2 separate regions of the Ovis canadensis genome follow, and region 1 is linked to region 2. A link is a contact called in public Hi-C data. All regions are on one chromosome and are shown on one strand. Each heading gives the region's core, a stretch centred on a gene start, on an enhancer-like site or on the middle of the called end of the contact. The rest is flanking DNA. Distances are from core to core; before and after follow the strand shown.

Region 1 (6,394 bases), core at 94-2,593, 380 kb after region 2:
CCTCGCGGGAAAGGCGGGAGTGGCGGCCTCCTGACGCGTGGAAATCCACGTCACGGACGTTTGAGGCTCCGCGGCGCCCGGGACGGGGCTCGAACCGGCGTCCACGGACGAGTCACGGAGCCGCGCAGGGAGTACACGCCTGAGAGGCCCGACCGCCGCTCCCCGTGGGTGGGGGTGGGTGGGATTTTGTTTTTTACCCGCTTTTAAGGGGCGGTGGTGAAGGGAGCGAGGTTTGGGGTTCTCCTCCGGGGAGAAGGCGGGGCGTCGTCCCTGGCTCCCGCGCAGGTCCAGGCACTTTCTCGATCCCGCACGGCGGGCAAGTGGGGGCACGGCGTTCCTGGGAACTCCGGTCCTGGCAGTCAGCCTCTCCCGGCAGCGATCACTCCCAGTCCTCCGACCCTCCTGTTCTGCGGCCGAAACGCCTGCTACAAACGATTAGAGATAAGAACACGTTAATTTCCCTTTCTTTCCAGGCACTTGGACTCGCCGCGCGCTCCGCCGCCCGGGCGAAGAGTGGAGAGGAGAGGGCCGCTCGCCAGCTCGCCAGCCGCCCGCACCCGCTGCCATGTGCTGGCTGTTGCTGCTCCCTGTGATTGACAGGCGGGCGCACAGTCGGCGTGTCAGCAGCGAACCAAAGTAACATGCAGTCTTGCACGTTTTTGCCGAAGTGCTTTTGCCCCTTGGAATGCCTAAGAGTTCAAACAACGTTCAAGCGACGCTTCTGCGCATTGGAAATCAATACACAGAGACGGGAAATTCAGGTTTTAAACAATTGCTTCTGGGGATTCGGTCGCCAACAATGCCTAAACAAACATGCATTTGGTCCACACACCGAATGCCAGTCCCTCTTTGGCAAAAAAAAGAAAAAAAAGAAAAACCACCCAGTTCTTCTTTCACACATCCGACTGTTTCAGACTTGAAACTTGTTACTGCTCGGCTGGGGGGGTTGTGGGGGTGGGGAGGAAAAGGACCTTGCTTTTTCTTTTAGTGGTAGCATTTACTTTAAGAGCATTCGTTTTAGCAGTGGGAATGCTACTGGTAATTTGAAATGCAACCAGTAATCTTAGATCTAAAGCGAGTTCAAAGAAATAATCAGTTCCTTGCAAAAGCCAACATTTCTCACCTGATCTTTCCTTAAAATGTCTACGGAAGGAAAGGAAGGAAACAGTTCTTACCTAAAGCAAAGATTGGAAATTGCTTTTCAGGCACATTTACAGCAACTGTAGCTGTTCCTTTTCCAGGGCTGGGAGTTGTGTCTGCGGCTATCACTCTGCAAACCACTGCGTGCCTTACAGAGCAGTCCCACTCCGGCTCCGCAGAATTTCAGCTCTTTGCCTCCACCTCCACCTCCACTCCAGGACACGCCTCCAGTGATATCATGTGTCAATCATACGGGCTGCCTGAAAACCTGGAGCAGGATTTCCCCAACAGTCGTTTCCTCTTTCCTTTATGAGTACCCACTAGGATATATCGCCCTGTACACTCCCCTAACAAACATCCTCTGAAAATGTGGATTGCCTCAAAAAATCCTTCAAATGCCTTTCGTCATAAAAGAATACCTTTAAATTTAGTTAGCAGTCTTCAGTTATCAAATCTCAGCAAAAAGATTGGTGAAATCTACCCTTAAAAGTGGAATTAGAAAACAACTTTGAAGAAGAAAAGATTAAAAAGTTGTATATCAAGCCCTCACTACTGATCAGTTAGATAATGTATATTGATATTAAAAAGATGATGATATGCCATTACAGACCCAATTTAAAGCAAAGTTCAGAATATGTGAAATCTAAAACGTGGCACGCTTTACTGCAAATGTATGTAATATGTGATAAAGGTATGATTTCCTGCTGTAGATTTTATAATAATTGCTCTCTTGATTTGTGATGTAATTTCCCCAAAATAAAAATTGTAAAAATCCCAGACTCCTTCAATTTTGTGAGATATTTATCTAATTTTGAAAAAATAAGTTTATTTTTAAAAATCAGCTGAATAGAAATCAATTAAAACAGAAATAATTTCCTAAGAGGTTTTATAATTCTTAAGCATATATGATGTGTCACTGAAAAAAAAAAAAAGCATTTTAATCAGTAGGAAAAATGCTTTTTGTTTCCTTACAGACTATTGGATTTTAGACATTTATTATCAAAATCATGTACTTCATGCTGCTGTGAGGGTAATAATATGTGGAATTTGAGCTTCCACAGAGATTCTTAAAAGATACCTAAAACCCAGAAAAATATAGTAAATGGAAAGGGAAATATTTTTTCCGGGTCCTACATATAAGAAGTAGCTTAAAGTCTTTGACGAAATAAAGCAAACAAAACTTCAGTAAAAAATCATATAAATTTGAGTATGGACATTTCAGTGATTTTTTAATATTCTTCTTTACAATAGTAGTTCTTTTGAAACTTTTTTTCTCTATTCGAGATTTTCTAATATTTGAGTTCTTTAAAATAATTAAAGTTCTATTTGGAATGACCTTTCAGGACCCTAGGGCACTGCTAAAACCATCAACAAGAAAGCATTACTAGAAAATAACACAGAACAAGAATTAAACCAAGAAGCTACCTATTCACTCTTAATAATATAAATTGTAATAAAATAGGCTGTTTCAAAGGCTAAAGTCAAATTATTGTACATATTTTATATTTTCATATATCTCATAATATTTGGAGAAGTAATAAGCTAACCAGTGGATAAGTTTCTTGGACAATTTGAATGGGTTTGAAAGAGTCAAATCAGAAATACAATATTCCATGATGGTATCTTATTTGGTTTTTCAAAATTGTCTTCTCTGCTATCACCACAATTTGGGGACAAGAGGTCAGTTCACCAGTATGATAAAACCAGGAGAGGGAGCACTGAACATTTTATTTCCATAAATCCTACAACAATATATTTGAAAATTTTTGTTACAAATAACCTTCAAACTATTTCAACCAAGGTATATTATTAAATTACAATCTTTGTGAAATTAAGTATTTTTAAATTACAATAATAAATAAAATCCATAAAATGTTATCTATAACATCATCATCATGGATCATGTTCTATTGAGAAATCAAATAGTATGAACAATGACCCTCTATATCATTTAGCACTGAAATGCATCAATATGTTTTCCTCTAAATATTATAGTATAAATAAATATATGTATAACCTTGCCACCCTGGAGCTAGAATAGGGGTCCCCAACCTCCAGGATCTAATGCCTGATGATCTGAGGTAGAGCTGATGTAATAATAACAGATATAAAGTGCACAGAAAATGTAATGCTCTTGAATCATGCTGAAACCATTCCTTCCCCTCTTTGGTCCATAAAAAAACTTCCTTCCATGAAATCAGTCCCTGATGCTGAAAAGGTGGGGGCTGCTGATCTAGAAGACATTTAATAAAACCTGCCCCCTTTTCTGATTGCCTACAACTCTTAAGTCTGTTGAAATTCTAAAATTTTTGCTTAAAATAGACATTGTTATTTATTTAGAAAGTTTAATACAGTGTACTATGGCTAGAAATAGACAGCTAGTATACGAAGTTTTCCTGAAAAGGAAAAACAATGTAAATATCCATGAGAAATTGTACCATAATTTTCAGTTTACTATATTAAGATCTAAAAGAATAAGGCAGAATGGAAAGTGAATTCATTTATTCTTCATTTTCATGTGAAAACAAGATTCGATATTTCTTCTACTGATTTGACTTTTGAAAAAACAACAAAGTAAAATGAACAAAAAAAATGTCTGGTAACTCTTGGCAACTACTAGTGCTTTAAAAAAGAAGAAAAAAGTGTAGTACTAAGGCTTAACTTATTCATTTATCTACTTTATTTGCCAAAATTGCAGAACCATAATGTGTTCCAAGCTCTTGAAAAATAATACCTTATTAATCTTTCCAATGTTTCTGTGAACTCGTGATAATAAATATAATGTTTGATTTTACTGAGAAACAAACAAAATAATAACAGATACTGGTGAGTTACCCCATAAGTGTCTAATAGATTAATGAAGAAACAGGAATGGAAACTCTTTACTTTCCTTTTAGGGCAGTAGTCACTATATTACTATACTTCCCAAGAAAAGCTGGCAAGGATAAGCCATTTTATTTTCAGTTTCCTTTCGTAAACAATCTTTGTAGTTGACAGAAATAGACCAACCTATTCTGTAAATTTTCCATACACATTCTTTTCATTTTCATAAGTATAATTCTCATCCTTCTGCCCTATTTGAAATACTAATGTTCTGTATTGGTTTCAAATTCTGTAAGTGGGCATATCAAGCAGCTGAATAAATTACACTGAATGATTTGTAGAGTTTCTGTCAGCTCTATAATTCTACAGCTAACCGTTTGTGTATTTTGTCACAAGTGATTCTATTTTTCTACAAGTTGTAAAAAAAAGAAATAAATGCACATGGCAGGGCTTTGAATTGGTGCCCTTCATTACCAAAGTGTCATATTCCTTCACAGAGAATCAAAGCGACAGGAGTTCAGACAAACTGCATCACTACTACATATCAAAGATTTTGCTAATTAAATCCACATGGTAAGACGTCTAAGGAAACATCTTTGCCCTATTACAAAACAAGTCTTCATTTCTTATCTACCCAGTTGAAGAATAAATCCTGTCTTGTTTCCTCTTCCGTATTATTAAATACTCCCTTCTGAGCCTTGACTTGCTCTTCATTTTCACAAGAAAACAAGATTAGTCATCTCTTCTGCTGATTTGATTCCTGAATCTAGGAGTAGAATGGCTATTATAATGATCATGTGGTATTCTCTTTGATTCTGTTTAACAAAAGTTATTAATCTCTCATTTCCACAACTATCTATTGCTCACTTCATCTTCAGAGACAAGTACACAAGAACCTAGGTTAATTTAAACCTTGAACTGCCCCCAACGATAGAACAGGAAGAAAACAAAGTCATGTTTTCATTAAAATGGAAACAACTTAAAACATCTCCTGGGGCTTGCCTGCTTTAATCTTTATTTCCTATTGAAATAACCTATGCCAAAGGCTATAGTTTATCCTTTGTTTGGGAAAATAAAAGTAGAATATTTATTTGATCAAATGACTCTGGGCATGCCTTCTATAAGAATGCTTAATATTAAAAAAGAAAACACAAAAACTTGCAAGAGGTTTTTTTTTTTTAAGAATTTACACTTTCTTTGATTTTCAGCTCTCGGAATATTTCAATTGAATTTATAAAAACTTCTCACATGATGTATCTCATTTGATAGCATATACAAATTGAAAAATCTGAGTTTTGATTCTTATCATTCTTCTATATCATGATCTATCATATTTGTCCATAATGTCTCCATGTCCAGTATTACAAGAATGAAAATGGAATGGAGTCAAGAGTACCTGATACAGGGTGTGATGATATGAAGTTCAAGTCCCAGCTTTGCCACTTTTAGCTTGCTGATCTTCACTCAGTTTCTCTCAGCCTGCTTACTGATCAATAACCTGAAGTTAATACTTTACCTTCCCAAATTGTAACCGTACTGTGGACTCAGTGTATACGCAGTGCTTTGTTAGTTACGAAGTCTTGTATAAGTTCTTGTCATATAGTGTCTTATTGCCTTAAACACACTGTATGATGAAGAAATGTTTCTTTCCCTGAAACATAGGTGCTTCATCCCTAAATGATGAATTTATTTGTCTTATAATTGCTTCAAGTTAATTCAGTTTTACTTTTGTTTTTCTAAGGCTGAACTCAGGTTTAAATAATTGTATTGCTCTGTGTCTGTGTGTGTGTATGTGTGAAGTGGGATTCTGGAGCAGCTATCTGCTAATAACTTCAGATTAAGGGACTTAACGAGCCCTGATCACCTTAACATTTCTCTAGAATTTTTAATTGTTTACATTTTGCTTCTCATTAAGATAAATGTCATTGCAAATATTAAAAATTCCTTCTATAAAATTTATAAACTCTGCAATCATTGAGTAAATTTTAAACATATTTTAAAGTAATTGAATAACATTTAAAGAGTTGAAAATAAGAAAAGTAAAAAGCAAGTTGATACTTCTATATATTTTCAAAAAGTAAGTTTACAGATGCTTCTTTTTCATAATCTCTTACAATGTTAATTTTGATAAATATAGCAGATTTGATAGCAGATATAGTTCTTGTCAATTACCAAAGTACTATTTGAATCTTAATGTTTTATATTATTTTTTCAAATTGATAGTAGAGATATTTCATAGAGCCAAAGCATTTCAACTAAACAAACAGGAATCCTGGGAAGTACCACCTATTATTGAAAATAAGTCATTTCAAATTTCAACTAAAACTTGAAAAGAATGGTTGAGTCTTGGTTTGGGGTACTCACATTGGTCTGCGTTTTATATTTTTCCCCTTATGTTACAATATTGCCATATGAATTAGGATGTTAGTTT
Region 2 (6,363 bases), core at 3,714-6,213:
CCAAGAAGTAAGTGTCTTTTAATTTCATGGCTGCAATCACCATCTGCAGTGATTTTGGAGCCCAAAACAGTAAAGTCTGACACTGTTTCTACTGTTTCCCCATCTATTTCCCATGAAGTGATGGGACCAGATGCCATGATCTTCGTTTTCTGAATGTTGAGCTTTTTCACTCTCCTCTTTCACTTTCATCAAGAGGCTTTTTAGCTCCTCTTCACTTTCTGCCATAAGGGTGGTGTCATCTGCATATCTGAGGTTATTGATATTTCTCCCGGCAGTCTTGATTCCAGTTTGTGCTTCTTTCAGCCCAGTGTTTCTCATGATGTACTCTGCATAGAAGTTAAATAAGCAGGGTGACAATATACAGCCTTGATGTACTCCTTTTCCTATTTGGAACCAGTCTGTTGTTCCATGTCCTGTTCTAACTGTTGCTTCCTGACCTGCATACAGATTTCTCAAGAGGCAGGTCAGGTGGTCTGGTATTCCCATCTCTGTCAGAATTTTCTACAGTTTCTTGTGATCCACACAGTCAAAGGCTTTGGCATAGTCAATAAAGCAGAAATAGATGTTTTTCTGGAACTCTCTTGCTTTTTCCATGATCCAGCGGATGTTGGCAATTTGATCTCTGGTGTCTCTGCCTTTTCTAAAACCAGCTTGAACAACAGAAAGTTCACGGTTCACATATTGCTGAAGCCTGGCTTGGAGATAGATGTGTCTATTAAATGGCATACATGAAAATATAAAATGTCATGAAGTAAAACAGATGTTAAGTAATCAATCAACTTTAAAAATATATCTCAGCCAAGATGCATGAAATTTGGAGAATACCACTGATCCATGATAGTCTTCTTAAGATGTTGCCTCTTAAGTCAACATCCCATTCACTCCCTGGATGTTTTTCCCTTCTCTAAGCTCCTTCAAACTTTTATCTTCATCTTCACTCTTCGTGTTCTAACTATGGTCACTGTTAAGTACTGTGGGGTGAATTTTTCAGCTAGAGTGTAAACTCCATGAGGAAAAGGTGCGCCATTAAAAAATATCTATAAACTCCAGCCACATTGCTTACCATACTGGAAACAGTACATGATGTTTTGGAGATGAATTCATACCTTCTTTTCTCCTAGGTAGCTCTGGAGCCAGAAGTGTGAGAACCTTTAAAGCTTTAATTTATTTTGATTTTCTCCCCAAATGAAATATATTGGAGATCTCAAAAGCCAGGGTTGGACTCCAAACAGAGCATAAAAGGTGTACAACTTCTCACTTAGTGATCAGGAGAGGAGCTGCTTTCCTGACCCCTTGTAATCCTCAGCCATCTCTAGACATATCTTGTGACTAAAGTACACTTTATCATTCAAATAAATTCTATCACTGAGAAACATGGACGGCAGCAGTGACCAATCAGCCAGAGGTGATGAGAGGTTGGGAGTAAAATACAACGATGAAACAGGACTTGAGTTTTCACCTGGAATGAGGCTTGACCCACTGAGAGGCCAGAGCCAAGTTGGTTCCTGAATTAGAAGTCAGTGGGTTAGGGTTAGCCATCTAGGTTCGATACAGGATACAGGATGCTTGGGGCTGGTGCACTGGGATGACCCAGAGAGATGATATGGGCAGGGTGGTGGGAGGAGGGTTCAGGATTGGGAACTCATGTACACCTGTGGCGGATTCATGCCAATGTATAGCAAAACCAATACAGTATTGTAAAGTAAAAAAAATAAATAAATAAAAAATAAAGAACAACAACCACCAAAAAAGATGTCATTGGGCCACAGAAGAAGGAATACTGCATTGGGTGTCAGAGGCCTTGATGCCAGATCTCAGCTGCCACTGGGGAATTCTTAACAGGGGGAACACCACTTAATATTCCTGGCCTCAGGATATTTTAAGTTTTCTTATAAATTGAAGAGGTTAAACTCTATATGCTCTGATGTTTCTATAAACTATTAAATTCTATGATTACAAATCAAACATATTTTAAGCCTCTCAGTAACTGTGCAAACCTGAACAGTATTTTCAGATGTTTTTAAAAGCATAGTGTCTGAAATAGATGATAATAATAACTAATTCATTCAACACATTTGTGAGATGGTATGGGCTGCTGTCCTAGACCATGAAGATACAGAGGAGAGCAAAACATACCTGGTTCCATGGAGCTTATGTTCTAGTTCTGCTGCTGCTGCCGCTAAGTCGCTGCAGTCATGTCCGACTCTGTGCGACCCCATAGACGGCAGCCTACGAGGCCCCCCGTCCCTGGGATTCTCCAGGCAAGAACACTGGAGTGGGTTGCCATTTCCTTCTCCAATACATGAACATGAAAAGTGAATGTGAAGTCGTTCAGTCATGTCCAACTGTTAGCGACCCCACAGACTGCAGCCCACCAGGCTCCTCCGTCCACAGGATTTTCCAGGCAAGAGTGCTGGAGTGGGGTGCCATTGCCTTCTCCGATGTTCTAGTTCAGGGAGCCAATATTTCATAATCCAGTGCATTTTATTGCGGTGAGAACCCTGGAGAAAATTAATGCAAAGATGGTGATAGAAAGTGCCAAAAGGCATTAACTGTATACAACCGAATATTTACTACACATTTTACATGTATCCTCTCATTACATCTTAATAACAATCCTACAAGATAACTGCTATTTCCCTGTGCCCTATTGCACAGATGGGGGGAGAAAAAGGTACAGAGACATCAACTATATTTCCCAAGGTCACAGAAAAAGTAAGTAATGCAAGTCCACAGCTTGGGTTCTAACCATTATGTAGTACTGTCCTCTGCTAGACGATATCATAGTGCAAGTCTTTTAAAAGTTCATTAACCAAACTAAGCTTCCATGGTGGCTCAGTGGTAACGAATCCACCTGCCAATGCACAAGACATGGATTCTATCACTGGGTTTGGGAAGATTCCCTGGAAGAGGAAATGGCAACCCACTCCAGTATCCTTGCCTGGGAAATCCCATGGATAGAGAAGCCTGATGGGCTACAGTCCATGGGGTCTCAAAGAGTCATACACGACTGAGTGAGTAAGCATCAGTAACAACAAAACAAAGCACACATTCAGTACATTTAGAAAACTCTTTTTTCAGCTATGCTTATCACCTAAAAACTATGAAAGGGTGTCAAAATTTTTTACACCCGTGGCTGATTCATGTCAATGTATGGCAAAACCAATACAGTATAAAAATAAATAAATAAATAAAAATTTTTTAAAAAGAAGGCATCCTGATATGTGATTGGGCTTCATTTACTGCATCTTGGGCAATAAGCCTCAAAAGCAGCATGCAACATTCATAATTAAAAGATCAAAATTGAAAAAATCATGACCGAGTCTTCATACCGTGGTCCTCAACCTTCAACCTGCTATGCTAGTGAAGCATCCTAAATGAACAGGCATGAGAATGCCAATATTATCTTTATCCCTCAAGCTTGTTCAAGAAGGAACAAGGAGTCACATTTCCATGGAACATAACACCAGAGGCTGCAACAGAATCAGATTTCCCATAAAGCAAACACACATGAGGGTCATACAGAGCAGTGGTTAAGTGCGTGGGTTCTGTACTCAAACAAACCTGGCTGCAAACTCACTCTTTCACCAGCTCTATTTTCTTAGGCAAGCCTACTAACATTCATGAACCCTAGTTTCCTTATCTTTAGGAGAGGAATAATAATAATATCAACACAATATGCTTTTGTGAGAATTAAAAGAGTTAACATATGTTGAAGACTGAACCCAATACTGGCACATAGGAAATCTGCAGTAAATGTTACCTACTGTTATTATTATGAATAAATGTACCAACTTGGGCAAATGGATATACATTTCTGGAGGAGTAAAAGGTTTGACATCTAATAGGATATTTAATGTCATTTTTCAAAGAACTCTGCACATGAATGTTGAAGGAACTCCCCACTGTCCCTTCCCAAATTGCTGCCTCAGGAATATATTTAGGCACGAATAGTTAACAGGGCTTCCCTCATAGCTCAGTTGGTAAAGAATCTGCCTGCAATGCAGGAGACCCCAGTTTGATTCCTGGGTCAGGAAGATCCGCTGGAGAAGGGATAGGCTACCCACTCCAGTATTCTTGGGCTTCCCTTGTGGGTCAGCTGGTAAAGAATCTGCCTGCAATGCAGGAGACCTAGGTTCAGTCCCTGGGTTGGAAAGATCTCCCGGAGAATGGAAAGGCTATGCACTCCAGTATTCTGGCCTGGAGAATTCCATGGACTATGCAGTCCACGGGGTCACAAAGAGTCACACACCACTGAGCAACTTTCACTTTCACTTTCAATAGTTAACAGTGGGCTTCCCTGGTGGCTCAGACAGTAAAGATTCTGCCTACAATGCGGGAGACCTGGGTTCGATCCCTGGGTTGGGAAGATCCCCTGAAGGAACGCATAGCAACCCACTCCAGTATTCTTACCTGGAGAATCCCCATGGACAAAGGAGCCTGGTGGGCGACAGTCCATGGGGTCACAAAGAGTCGGACACGACTGAGCGAGTGAGCACAGCACGCAGTTAACAGTAGCAGCATTTCCAAAGAGAAAAGGGCAATGACATAACTCTGACTTGTTTCTGTACATTTATATAAATAACTAGTTAGTGGCTTACAAGAAGAAAGAATGGAGATGACTCCAGCCGTGTGTAAAAATAGCCAGAGACACTCAGCCCCCTCAGTCAATTCACAATAGCCACAGACGATCTGTTCATTTCCTCTCTGTGTTTGGATGACCTGAAGGCACTTCCCAGCAAGTAAATTCATGACACTAAAGCAACGTTCATTCCCAGTTTACACAGATTTCATCCCACCATATCAACAGCCCACATAGGCAAAGAAATGGCTTTCTAACACGTTGTTTCCATGGTGTTTATGTGTTTCTACCCTAAACAGACAGATGCAGATGAAGCAATGCATGTCAATCCCATTATGAGGCTGTGAAATGGGCAGAAGTTTTGCTCCACACTCATGCAATCACACACACTGTGAACATCCTGTTTATTTGGCTCGCCTTCCGATGATTGGCTGTGGTGTATCAGCACATTACTGACAGCTGGGAATTTCTCCAGTGGAACATGCCTTTCCTATGACAAACATCCAAATAGCAATGGGAACACGTGTCTGCCCACTGTGTCCATACGAAGCAGCACAGTTTCCCCAAAAGTAGAGCACATTGGGCGCCTGTATTTGGTTGGAACGGCACCGAGGGGGCCCCTGGTGACCCTTACAGGCCATATGAGATAATACATTCTTGGACCCCTATTTCCGGACTGCTCTGGGCAAGGTCAGGATGGCAAAGATCCCACTTCCACAATATCAGATGTTACGGTAATTCCTTGGAGCTAATGTGTAAGAGCAAAGGAATGCCTTCAAACCTCATCCAGGCCCTGTGGAATCTGTTGAAAATGCATGACAGCTGTGGGCTTTGGCGAGGCTGTCTGTGAATGTATGAGATTTGGAAACAATTCAAAGCTAGAAATAACTGCACAACTCCTAACCCGGTACTGCGTCTTGCTCTCTCCCTCTCTCTTCCCATCACTCATTTCACACGCACTGTAGCTAGGTCACCATCTCGTCCTCATGACTTTCAGGCACTCTCCACTGCTGGGAACAGTGGGTCACATCCTCCCCAAACACAGATGTGAAAAGAAGAAAGAAACAAGGGGTGGGGGTCAGAGTACCAGAATGATTTTAATAAGGCACAAGAACAGGATATTGAGAAAGAGCCTTTTTTTTTTAAGTATCCAATTGGGAGTTGAGAAGCAGCAGCAAACTTGCACACTTGTTTTAAAAACCCATCTGCAGTGCAAATCATCATCAAGTTTTCCAGTGATTTATAGAAGCACTCATTTTCCTAAACCTGCATTATTTTTCAAGGCTGTGACTATTTACACTTGGCTCTTCCAAGTCTTCTATATATTCTCTGCCCTTTACCATTTACTCTCTCACAGCAAGAGTTTGCATGTAATACAGTTGAAAAGGACCTAAGAGAAACCAGTTATGCTCAAAGACTCTCTTTTCTTAAATCAAATGCTCAGTTCAGTCGCTTAGTCGTGTCCAACTCCTTGCAAACCCATGGACTGCAGCACGCCAGGCATCCCTATCCATCACCAACTCCCGGAGTTTACTCAAACTAAATCAAATGATTGTTATTCAACTGCCTTACAGATTTCAACCTCAAAATTCCTCCTCTTGTCATTTTGACTTGTGTCATCTTAAGATGCAAAGACCTTCTACAACCTGACTCATAAACAGCAGGACATCCTAGGAAACCCTGGCTCTCCTCCCGTGTCTTCAGCTACTGCTACGGACAGCCCAGTTCCCCCTCAGTATCTGTGTGTCTATGTGTGTGTGTCTGTGTGTTGAGGTGAGGGG

The links. Hi-C and Micro-C count contacts between places; a contact is called where the count stands out from the background.
Region 1: a Hi-C map of lung shows a contact between it and region 2, with 7 times the contacts expected there. The contact joins the promoter of SPRY1 here to the enhancer-like site in region 2. A contact is called at or near these places in 2 of 2 Hi-C or Micro-C datasets (fibroblasts and lung).

What each region holds. Positions count from the first base shown.
Region 1 is chr17:44,827,610-44,834,003 of ARS-UI_OviCan_v2, forward strand. SPRY1 (sprouty RTK signaling antagonist 1) reads right to left here and starts at 1,344. Exons shown (of 4, transcript XM_069557465.1): 1 at 1,176-1,344; 2 at 198-425.
Region 2 is chr17:44,447,913-44,454,275 of ARS-UI_OviCan_v2, forward strand. No RefSeq gene overlaps it. Among named protein-coding and RNA genes, the nearest start is that of SPRY1, 380 kb to the right of the region's middle. Within about 2 kb of position 4,964, the one cell type or tissue checked has open chromatin away from gene starts, as enhancers often do. A contact at or near this core is called in fibroblasts, where this site is marked.